2 separate regions of the Mus musculus genome follow, and region 1 is linked to region 2. A link is a contact called in public Hi-C data. All regions are on one chromosome and are shown on one strand. Each heading gives the region's core, a stretch centred on a gene start, on an enhancer-like site or on the middle of the called end of the contact. The rest is flanking DNA. Distances are from core to core; before and after follow the strand shown. Region 1 overlaps Ikzf1 (IKAROS family zinc finger 1). Region 2 overlaps Spata48 (spermatogenesis associated 48).

What was found. A called contact is a pair of places that touch in the nucleus more often than the background predicts.
Region 1: a Hi-C map of CD8 T cells shows a contact between it and region 2, with 3 times the contacts expected there. The contact joins two enhancer-like sites. A contact is called at or near these places in 11 of 484 Hi-C or Micro-C datasets (B cells, CD4 T cells, CD8 T cells and 4 more) and 10 of 115 datasets of contacts at active chromatin or transcription factors (the 230-238 cell line, CD8 T cells, Th17 cells and 6 more).

Annotation. Positions count from the first base shown.
Region 1 is chr11:11,763,365-11,768,821 of GRCm38.p6, forward strand. All of the region lies in intron 7 of Ikzf1 (IKAROS family zinc finger 1), which reads left to right. Among named protein-coding and RNA genes, the nearest start is that of Fignl1, 43 kb to the right of the region's middle. Within about 2 kb of position 2,232, at least 55 of the 459 cell types and tissues checked have an H3K27ac peak or open chromatin away from gene starts, as enhancers often do. A contact at or near this core is called in B cells, CD8 T cells, CD8 central memory T cells and 2 more, where this site is marked.
Region 2 is chr11:11,503,666-11,508,497 of GRCm38.p6, forward strand. The region is part of intron 7 of Spata48 (spermatogenesis associated 48); the gene reads left to right. Among named protein-coding and RNA genes, the nearest start is that of Spata48, 42 kb to the left of the region's middle. Within about 2 kb of position 2,671, at least 35 of the 459 cell types and tissues checked have an H3K27ac peak or open chromatin away from gene starts, as enhancers often do. A contact at or near this core is called in B cells, CD8 T cells, CD8 central memory T cells and 2 more, where this site is marked.

The DNA of each region.
Region 1 (5,457 bases), core at 982-3,481, 260 kb after region 2:
GCCAAACAGAGCATCTGAAACTTTGTCATGGCTCTCCTGGGTGAATGGGCATTGTCTTGATTCACACGCTCTATGTGAAAGGGATCTACAAAACTAGTGAAGCAATGCTGAGAGGGGAAAGCGATCTCCAGGGGAGAGGTTAAACACAAGAGGAAGTGGCCTTGTGGGAACAGGAGGACCAGGATAGCAGAAGTGAAGTGTGCAAGGAAGGGCTCCCAGCAGCTGTGCTCTGTTGGTGTCCCCCAGAGGTGGTTGGCAGTTCACACACTAACCAGTGCCTCTTCCTGCTCTCGTGTCTGCCTTCCTCTCAGTGCTACATGACGACATTCCTGTCCACCCTTCCTACTGTGTCACAGTTTTCTCCCTAAAATGAAGAGAATTGGACCTCAAAGGCTGCTCCCCACATTTAGGATGATATCGTTTTGTGTACTTGAGATGATAGATAAATAGATAGTAAGAGTTTTGATAGAACTATTTCATGTTTTTTCAGAAAACCAAATGCAACATCCAGAAATTACCAGTATTAAATTAGAAGAACATCATTGTAAATATCTTCCTGCCATATATATTTCAGTGGACAGGATTAATAATAGGTGGACTACAAATAGAGATGTGGAGGAAAGGCCTTTAAGTTCCTGAATGCGCCACCTCAGAAAGATTGCAGCTGCTCTTCCCTGGGCTGGAGGTGTTGCCTGGCTTCCCCTCTTCCCGTGTATTGATTGAAAATCAGTTCACAGTGGCCACAGCATATTCAACATGTCCTAGGAGATAAAGGCTCCTCAATGCACAGTCATTCCCAACAGGACTTGACTTTTTTAAAAGGATGACTATCAGGGAAAAAAAATTATTCTAAAAATTACTTTAAAAACAATCATTTTTATTGCTTTTATTTTTACATTGTACATTTCTATTCATATTCTATGCAGAAATCATTATTCTTATATAATTTAGATATTCATCACTATATATTTTAACAGGTTACAGAATCAGACCCTGGTCTCTTAGGCTCATTTTCGTTTATTTTGATCAATCCCTTCATTGAATACACTTTACATTCAAGCACCCTTGTAGACATTCCATCTCCATCTCTGCTTTGAGTTTGAGGATGTCACCTGTCACCTCTCTACAGTAACCCCAGGAGTACGTAGCCTCTGGCCACTCTTCCTTCTCTGACATTGGCAGATTTTTCTTTGTTGAATTATGTGGGTGCCAAGTACAACCTGACTTTCTTTTCTTTGATATTACTTTTCTCCCAAAATATGTAGTGTTCTTTCCTTGGGCCTAAGTCAACCATCATCAGTAAGAAGCTCTTTGGTGTTTTACAGTCTACATGAAATGTAGCCTTTAAGAGTGAGAGGCTCCTTTCTTCCTCCTTGTCTTTTGGAAACATTCCTTTACATAAGTACCAATTGTTCTATCTAACATGACTTCTATTCAAGAGTGCTGGTTTTCCATAGACTGGATAAATTGTCTCCCATGTCTGTTAGCATTTTGCTATTTTAATTTCTTTATTTTTTTAAGTTTACTTACTGTTATTTTATATTTTTCCTGATTTAATTGAGTTCCTAGCAATGTTTATTCTAGTGTTTGCTATTTTTAACTCATGTATTGAGTATGTATTGAATTGGATTTGGTTTTAATTCCTGAGATCTAAAATCTCCCTTTATTCTGGGTTGTTTTTTTTTTTTTTTTTTTTTTTTTTTTTTTTTTTTTTAGTATTGTCTTTGAATAGCTTCAAAATCTGACTGCTTGCATATTCTAAAAACTAAAATAGCTAAAACTTGAAAAAAAAATTTTACCCCATGTCATGAAGTAATTATGCTTCATTGCTCCTCTTCCTGGAATTAAGTTTCTTTTTCCCCTAGGATGGACTTTCTGGTTTGTCTTACTTCCCTTCTTGCCAAAAAAATATTTTCCCTGTAACCATGGCATTTCTTTTCATCCTGCTCATTCTACTTGGTCTAATGAGGCTTGACTGACATTTCAACATTCTTCCCATTGTACCTGAGACTTTTCCTATGAGAACTATAAGTTTTTTAAATCCTGAAAGAATGCCAAGGATGGTGTTGGGGGAGTTCAGGTGAGGCCAAGTACATACGGCTTCTGTTTAAAGTGTTCCCCTTTGAGAGCTCTCTCAGAGTTTTCAGATTTGGTGAAAGCTCTAAACCAGCAGATGATGCCTTCTGTCTCCACAAGGGACATCTCAGGGCCTACTTCCCCTGAAGTACAACTCACCAAGGCCTTTGCTTGTGTGCAGGGGAGCCAGCCCACATGCTAAGGTCTCTGGTGTCATGTGCTGCCTGAAAGTGGAATTTTCAGCTCCATCATCAAAATGAGGAGGGCATTTGCCCATTGGAACTCTGTCAGTGTGAGGGTTTGGAAGGAATGCTGAGAGTGTTGTGTTTCTAGAAGTGACATTACCCAAAGCTTTGTCCAGTCTCAGGCAAGAATCTTCTGTACCTTTCCTTGGTCATATGTAGTTGAATGTAAAGTAGAAATAAGAAGATGGATGGATGGATGGATGGATGGAATAGATAGAGATAGATAGATAGATAGATAGATAGATAGATAGATAGATAGATAGGATGGATAGATAGAAGATAGATAGGAGGGAGACAGGGAAAGAAAGGGATGGATGAGTAGATGGGATGGATAGATAGATAGATAGATAGATAGATAGATAGATAGATAGACAGACAGACAGACAGACAGACAGACAGACAGACAGACAGATAGAATAATAGATTTCACTGGGGCACTGGAGGCTTTTATAGCTTTTAATTTTTCACATTTGGGTAGAGAAATTCTACAGGTAGATTTGTCACGCCATGCTCATCTGGAATGTATATTGCTTTCTTTGCAACACCCACTTCTTGAAGCAGCAGGCTTCAGTGGTTGCTTAGAAAACCACAGAACCACAGCTCTGGGGAGAAACAGGAAAGTACCACCTCTGGTGAGAGAACACAGACTTTTACAGCTAACAGAACTGGGCACCAGGCCACACCCTCCTCCTCCATTGCTAGGGTTTGGTAGTAAATGAGATGCAAGTACAAGAATGAGTTCCTCATGTCCACATAATGAGATGGGTTCTCACCAAAACCACAAAAACAAACAAACAAACAAACAAACAAATAAACAAAACTCCCCCTTGAGTGGAGAGAGGAATCCCTTCATGGTTTCTACCATCCACTACACGTGGCTTTTGCTCTGTCCAGTTTCTGAGAGTGTGTAGCTGGACATTAACACGTTTTCTTCCTGTAGCCTGAGGATCATTGTATGTCGTTACCAGAGTATGCGTTGGTTCTGGCATGAGTAGATGAAAGCAAATGAAATCAAGCCATTGTGTGGTGCACACCCAGGAAGATGAAGAAAATGCAATCAGGAGGATACTGAATCAGGAGGAATATATTCCAGGGCTACTATAGTCACTGATTATTTTTTCAAGGACTATGGTTAGATTTATGAATTGTGGAATACTTTTCCTACTGTAGATAAAGAGTTTGGGGGAAGTGCTGACCTCAGTGCTGGCATGAAAGACACTGGGATCATCTTCTACCACCACTCCATCAGCTGCCTTCAGGTACCACCTGATTGAGCAGCCTGTCACCCTGGTAGCTCAGTCTGTTGCCCCACTGTGGCTGGGTAGTTCACTTTCTTCAGACCCTTCACCAGTGCCCCTTTTTATTTGAATAAAGTCAGTCTAGTCTAAGGTTCCAGTGTATGATCCCAGCTGTACTTGGACATTCCCTATGCCCCCAAGAGCTCTGTCCCCTGGACCTTTAGATTGTCACCAAAGCCCCAGGCTCTCTGTCCCCTCGGGATCTTCACTGCTTCTGTTTCCAACAGTAAGATACAAAAAGCCCCAGCTGGCTCTTATGAGATGAGAAACCTATGCAACACTCTGGTAGCAAGCCTTCCTGAGCTCGTGGGATTTCATAGATAGGGATGGAGTCTGCTGTCATCATTTAGTGTGTATCTCTCCTGCTAGCTGTGTATATCCAAGGATACATATCCATTCTCACTGGCTTTCCTTTTAGTCCCACTGTTGAGCCAGACATATTGAAGAGAGGAAAAAGGCATTGTGGGAGGTGAGGTATAAAAGTGCATCTGATTCGGCAGACTGCCAAGTGCCTTCTTCTCGCTGAGAGGGCACTCAGTGACTACCTCTGCCAACAGGAATATAAACTATCCATTTACTGAATGAATATCTTCTCTGGGTCATGATTTCACATCAATGTATTTGGAAAATAAATGTTTAAGGAAATTCATTTTGTTTCATTATAAAACATTTTACTCCAAAATTGTATCTGAAGCCAAATCTGGTCTCATCTTCTTCCATTGCCAGGGAAGATTTGTGTTAGCCAGATTTTCCATTATGATAGGGAAATATCTGAGATGTCCAATTTGTAAAAAAGAAGAGGTTTGACTTAAGCCTTGGGGTATCCTTCTTCATGACTGATTAGCCCTATTGTGCTGACTCCGTGGCAGGAATGTTGTCTTGTGGCTGTGAAGCAAAAGGGAAATATATGGGGGTCAGAGTTCCAGGACCCCCTTTAAGAATAAAGTCCCCCAAGTCTAAAATCTTCTCATTAGGCCCTTCTTCCCTAAAGAGTTGAGAACCTTCCAACAACAGCATGTCCCTGGGTAGACACTAAGCTTCTGGGACATTGGGTTCAGCCACAATCATAGCACAGGTTGGACAATACCTGAAAACATGGGCCTTTGGGGACATCGAAGGTCCAGACAGTAGCAGAGTTCATGTAGTCCTACAAGCTAACCATACGAGACCATAAGTTTCTTGAGTCCCAGGTCTGGCCACTACTGAATTCTTAGTTCTGCTCATCTTTAGTATTAGCTGTGTTTGTAAACAGTAAGTGAATGGTGCCCACCTCCAAGCCTACTCAAGTAGATCATCTCTGTTTCCTGCTTCCTGTTTCTGCTGAGCTAATTCACTACTGCTGACTAGGAAGACAGGGTACATACAATTATGTTTAAGTATTCCTTCAACTTCACCATGCATTGGAACCCATCCACTTTTGAAATATTTATAAGAAATATATAGTTTATTATAAATAATATATAATCATGTTTTGAGAACATTTTTAGATTATTAAAATGATAAATGTAATATAGTATCTTAAATTTATTAAATATCATTAATTCATGGCTGTGTATTTTTATTAAATAATTTTGGGATAAATTAAACAGTATACATTTAGAATACTCTTTTAAAATATTTAAATTAAATATAATTGTATGAACTTTATCATACTTAATGAAAGATGGGATTTACCCCTGTGAAATATGCCCTCTTTAATCTGACATGGATAATCTTTAGTTTCTTTTTCATTAATGGGTAAATAGGACTTCCTGAAGAACCTACCATAGTAAGTCCCTGGGAAAGATGGCACCTTATCCCTCCTGAGCCCTGGCAGATGTGTCCTGTCTGCTGTGACA
Region 2 (4,832 bases), core at 1,421-3,920:
AGAAAATTCATCTCATCACAAAGCAGTGAATGGGAACATCAGATTCATCACAATTCTAAATACATTCTCTTTATCCCTCTTTCCTTGCCTCTCTGTTGGTCTTATCCTTCATTTCATCCTCAGAGCCCATCCTTCTCTCATCCACTTTCCCTAAGTGGCCTCTCCTCCCCCCTCCACATTGGAATTCCTCTTGTTGATTCTGCATATGACCACAATGCCATGGTCCACAGTCTTCCTTAGCCGTGCTACATGGCTCCAGGCCTTTCAAGGAAGGTGCAGTGACCCTGGATTATGGTACAGTAAAGATGAAGATGGCTCAGAAAGTTTCTTGAACTGGATGTGTGGAACTGGAAAGACGGCTCTGTGCCTAAAACATGTGCTGCTCTTCCAAAGGACCTGAGTTCATTTCCCAGCACCTACATTAGGCAGCTCACAACTGTCTGTATCTCCAACTTCAGGGGATCCAGTGCTGCCTTCTGGCCTCTGTGAGCACTACACTCACATAAACATGCAAAGACATTAAATATTAAAAAAAATCTTTTGGATGAATGAGAATGGATGGATGGATGGATGGGGCAGAGCTCTTAAGCCAAACCATTCAATCAACAATTTTACTTATTTTCTCTGGGCTTTTTATACCTTCTTAGACAAAAAGTTCTTTAGAAAATTACCTCAGAGATAAGAATTTCACATAAAATGAGAGTTACAGAAGGATGCTGATATTAAGTGCAAAGCAGTGTTTCACTCTATATGTTCATTACAAGTTCAGAACAATAGTTTTTACATGGCCTTGCCTTATCCTAGTGCACACCGGTGGCTATATCCTTGAACCTAAATGTATTTCCTCGAACAGAAATTTGTCCCAGGTCTATTTCTTGATAGAAAAAAATTTTAACTTAATTTAACTTAAACTTAAACCTTTTAGAAAAATAAAAATGTAAGATGTACTGGACATGTCTCACATTTGGAAGCCCAGAGTTCAAGAGACTCATGCAGAAATATTGCTAGCAGCCTGGGCGACATAGTAAGTTTCAGGCAGGAAAAAAAAAAAAGACAGATTTCAGTTGGTCTCACTGCTTAGAGAGGCCCTAGAGTTAAAATTAAACATTTCATTGGCTGCCTTCTTTCCTTGCCACCATGGTCTTTGCCCACTTAGGTTCTTTAGGCTTCCACATGTTTATTTCTTCAGATGGGTTGGCTGAGTGTGTAGCTCAGCAGCAGAGAATATTTTTAGCATGAATAGCATCCTAGGTTTAGTCCCCAGTACCACAGGGGGATAACATACATGTGTTTACATCCTCCTCCTGGCTCAGCTGAGAGCCCTCCATGATCTTTTATGTGCAGTCCACTGCATGAGCTCTGAATCCCAGGCTGGGAAATGGTCTTACTGCTTGAAGTTTCCTTGGCTAAAAGCATATTATGTAGACTTTGCCTTTATTCTTTCCTGTAATGCATGCACATGATACAATATAAGGTATAGGATTATACAGAAAATTGCCTAAGTTATATGCATCATTTTAAAAAGGATTTGTTGTACACAATGAGTATTTGGTCTGTACTATACTGGGATACCTGTGTATGTGGCTAAATCTTTAACCATTTATTCTACACACCACATAACTTTTCCTATACTGTATGTAGACTATATTTTCCTCATTTTCTATTTTATTTTAAGTAAATTTATTTACTTTTAAGTAATTTAATTATACTTTAAATTATATTTTCCTTATTTTCTTAACCTGTAAGTATAGACCATGCATGTATAGAATTATGATGAATTAGATTTGATATGTCACAACTAGAAGCCCAACACTCAGGAGGCTTATGCAGGAAAATTGCTAATATTGCTGATTAATTTTCTGAAATAATTTAAATTTTTTTTACTTTGTTATACTTTATGGAGATGAAATAATCAATTATCAACTTAGCTAACAAAATATACAAACAAAACTAAACCAAGACTTCTGAAGTAATTGGAGCCCCAAAGATGGGGTCAAGGCCAGGAAGCTAGAAGCAAAGATAAAAACAAATGGAGAATCTGTGCAAAGGAGGTGCTGGTTCTGGCCTTTTCCCACGAGGACAGCTAGAGTTCTCTAAATGTGCAGCAAATATCAAGGTCTGTTCCATTGTCTCCATACTTTTCCTGGCTTCCTTTCCTACAGGTGAAAAACATCCCTCCCAGAAGCAGCTTGTGTGCCCCAGATAGTCATCTTTAAATCTATGTACCTCTATATACACTTATAAATGCACGTAAGGTTGCATTTAGATGGCAAATCCATACATATGCTTATATCACACAAGGGCAAAAATGCTCTCTTGTGATGTCTCTGTAGGCCAGGGTTAAGGGAAATATATTTAGCATGAGCATGGGTGAGAACTTTCATATTCAAATATTTTAGCACTTTATTATGCAGCTGAATTCATCCGCAGCCTAAGCAGTTACTAGCTATCATTACGTCATCATTATTAGAGAAGATGAACCATAGAACAACCTTTATGCAATGTAACATAGATGCCAGTCAAGGTCAGTAAATTGTCTACAAGCCTCAGAGGCACACAGAGTCCTGTGGGTTTTAAATGAAGCCCCTCTCGTGATTGACACCTTGCTCATATCCACCTCTCAGGCATCTTAGCTGCCCATCTGAGGACTACGACTTCAGAAGTACTTTACTTCTGCAGGTGTTTCAAAGGCAGTGGAAAAAACCTGTCACCCAGATGGAGGGGATTTCCTTGGTAACATGCATGGAAGCTTCAAAGAATGCTTGGGGGAAGAGACACACACACATCAGTAGTTTGACCTCATTTTTGGTACCTCTCCACCTTACAGCTACACTTTAAGAAACTCCCAAGAAATCCCAAGGGACACTGCCCAGAACTTGGCAGCTCCTATTCAATCATACAGGCCCTTCCAACTGAGTTTACAACGACGTCTCCCTCATCCCATCCGAGAACCTTTGAGAAATGATAGCTAGCAAGGCAAGCGTCCCAGGCCCTGTCATTCCTGATTTAGTCAGAGTAGTGGGATCTGGTACATAGATCACCATCTTTTAAACAGCCAAGGACTTCAGTGTGTAGAGCAATTTGCAAGTCTTTGTAGCTGTGTGCGCTAGATACATTTTGTATTCTCCAACTATGAGGCTTCCAGTTTGTAAATATTTTATTTTTTAAATTGTCCTGTCTCTATCTTTTCAACTGCAGTTGGCTGGACTGGGGCCCAGAGAGCTTTCCTGAAGGTTGATGGCACCCCACAGGCAGTGAGAGGGTAGACAGGCTTGCAGAAGGAGGCCTCTCAGTCCTCTCAGTGTGGGGCCTTGGTTTTTGCTGTTCCTTTTTCTAGCCTCAGAAATCATGTCAATTCATACCATTTATTCTGACCTGTAACTCTTGAAGTGATTTTGCCTTGTTTTTAAGTGTGGAGTTATACCCAATGTGATTAGCTTTCAGCCAGTAGGCTACCACCAAGAGCCATAAAATGGCACACTCAAGACAGCTGTGAGCTTTATTGTAGCAACTTCCCGCTTGCTACATAATTTTCCCATAACATTCTGATACTAACACAGAATCAACCTAGGAAAAATCACCAAGAAATTACAGGGTGAGCTATAGTCACTCCACAAGGCCTTTAGGTTATATCACTATCTGATATCATGGCTGAGGAAACAATGGGCCAGGAGTCTAACCAGACACCAGATCCCAGGGCTGATGACAGGAATCACTTGGCCTCTGTCTTTACCCTGACACCAGAACATGCACTTACCTCACTAACATCCCCTTTCTTTCCTGTCACCTGATATTTTGAGGAATGTGTTAGTCCAATTTCTGTCAATAAGAAAAAAAAATGCCTGAAATAAGATAACAACTATAAAGAGAATATATATATATATATATATATATATATATATATATATATATATGTATGTATGTATGTATGTATGTATATATATATACACATATATATATGTGTGTGTGTGTGTATACACTCATATATATGTGTATATATTTATATGTATGTATGTATGTACACACACAAACACACCCACACTCACGTATATATGTTCATAGTACATAGTTTCAGTCCACAGTTCTTGGCCATGTCTCTTTGGATCTGCGATCACGCAGTATAACATGGAACCAGCAAATCCTGGAGAAGTCTGTTCAAATCGCAACCAGGATGCAGAGGGAGATCCACCTCCAGCAGCCTCCTAAGAGTACTCCCTGTACCCAACTCCGCCTCTGTGGGCCCCATAGCTCAAAGGTTCTACCATCTTCAAACTAAAAATCAGTCTGTCAGTACAAGAAAGGCTGTTGGATGACATTTAAGATACAGTCCACAACAAGGGACAACAACCTTCCCTAAGCTTCCTTTTGCAAAATGTCTCTGTAGCTAAATCACTCTCAGAGAAAATTTTGTTGGGTTCATTAGCTATAGGGAAAGGACATAGCCAAGACATCCAAAGGAGAATTCTCCTTTAGTAGACATGGGTCTGTTGCTTCTGCCTTGTCTTTAGTGTTGTAGTACATTTTAAATAAGAAATAAGCATGGGATATCATGCTCTCTAAAGGTTCGCCAGGGAAGGGAGGTACAAACCACAGAGCTGAAAAGATACAACTTGGGCTGTGTTTGCAATGGTGGCTGTAATGTTTCTGCAGTGAGACGGCAGCTAAGACTGAGGTGCTGGTAAGCGTCAGCTCAAGGCTTGGATACCAGCATTGCGTCCAAGCTGTTAGGTGTACAATTAAATCCTTTTTCTTGGGCTCCTGGTAGTTAAGGCAGGCCCCAGGATTGAGCCTCATGTGGGGCTCCGTGCCCCACCCTCTCCTTCTTCTTAGTA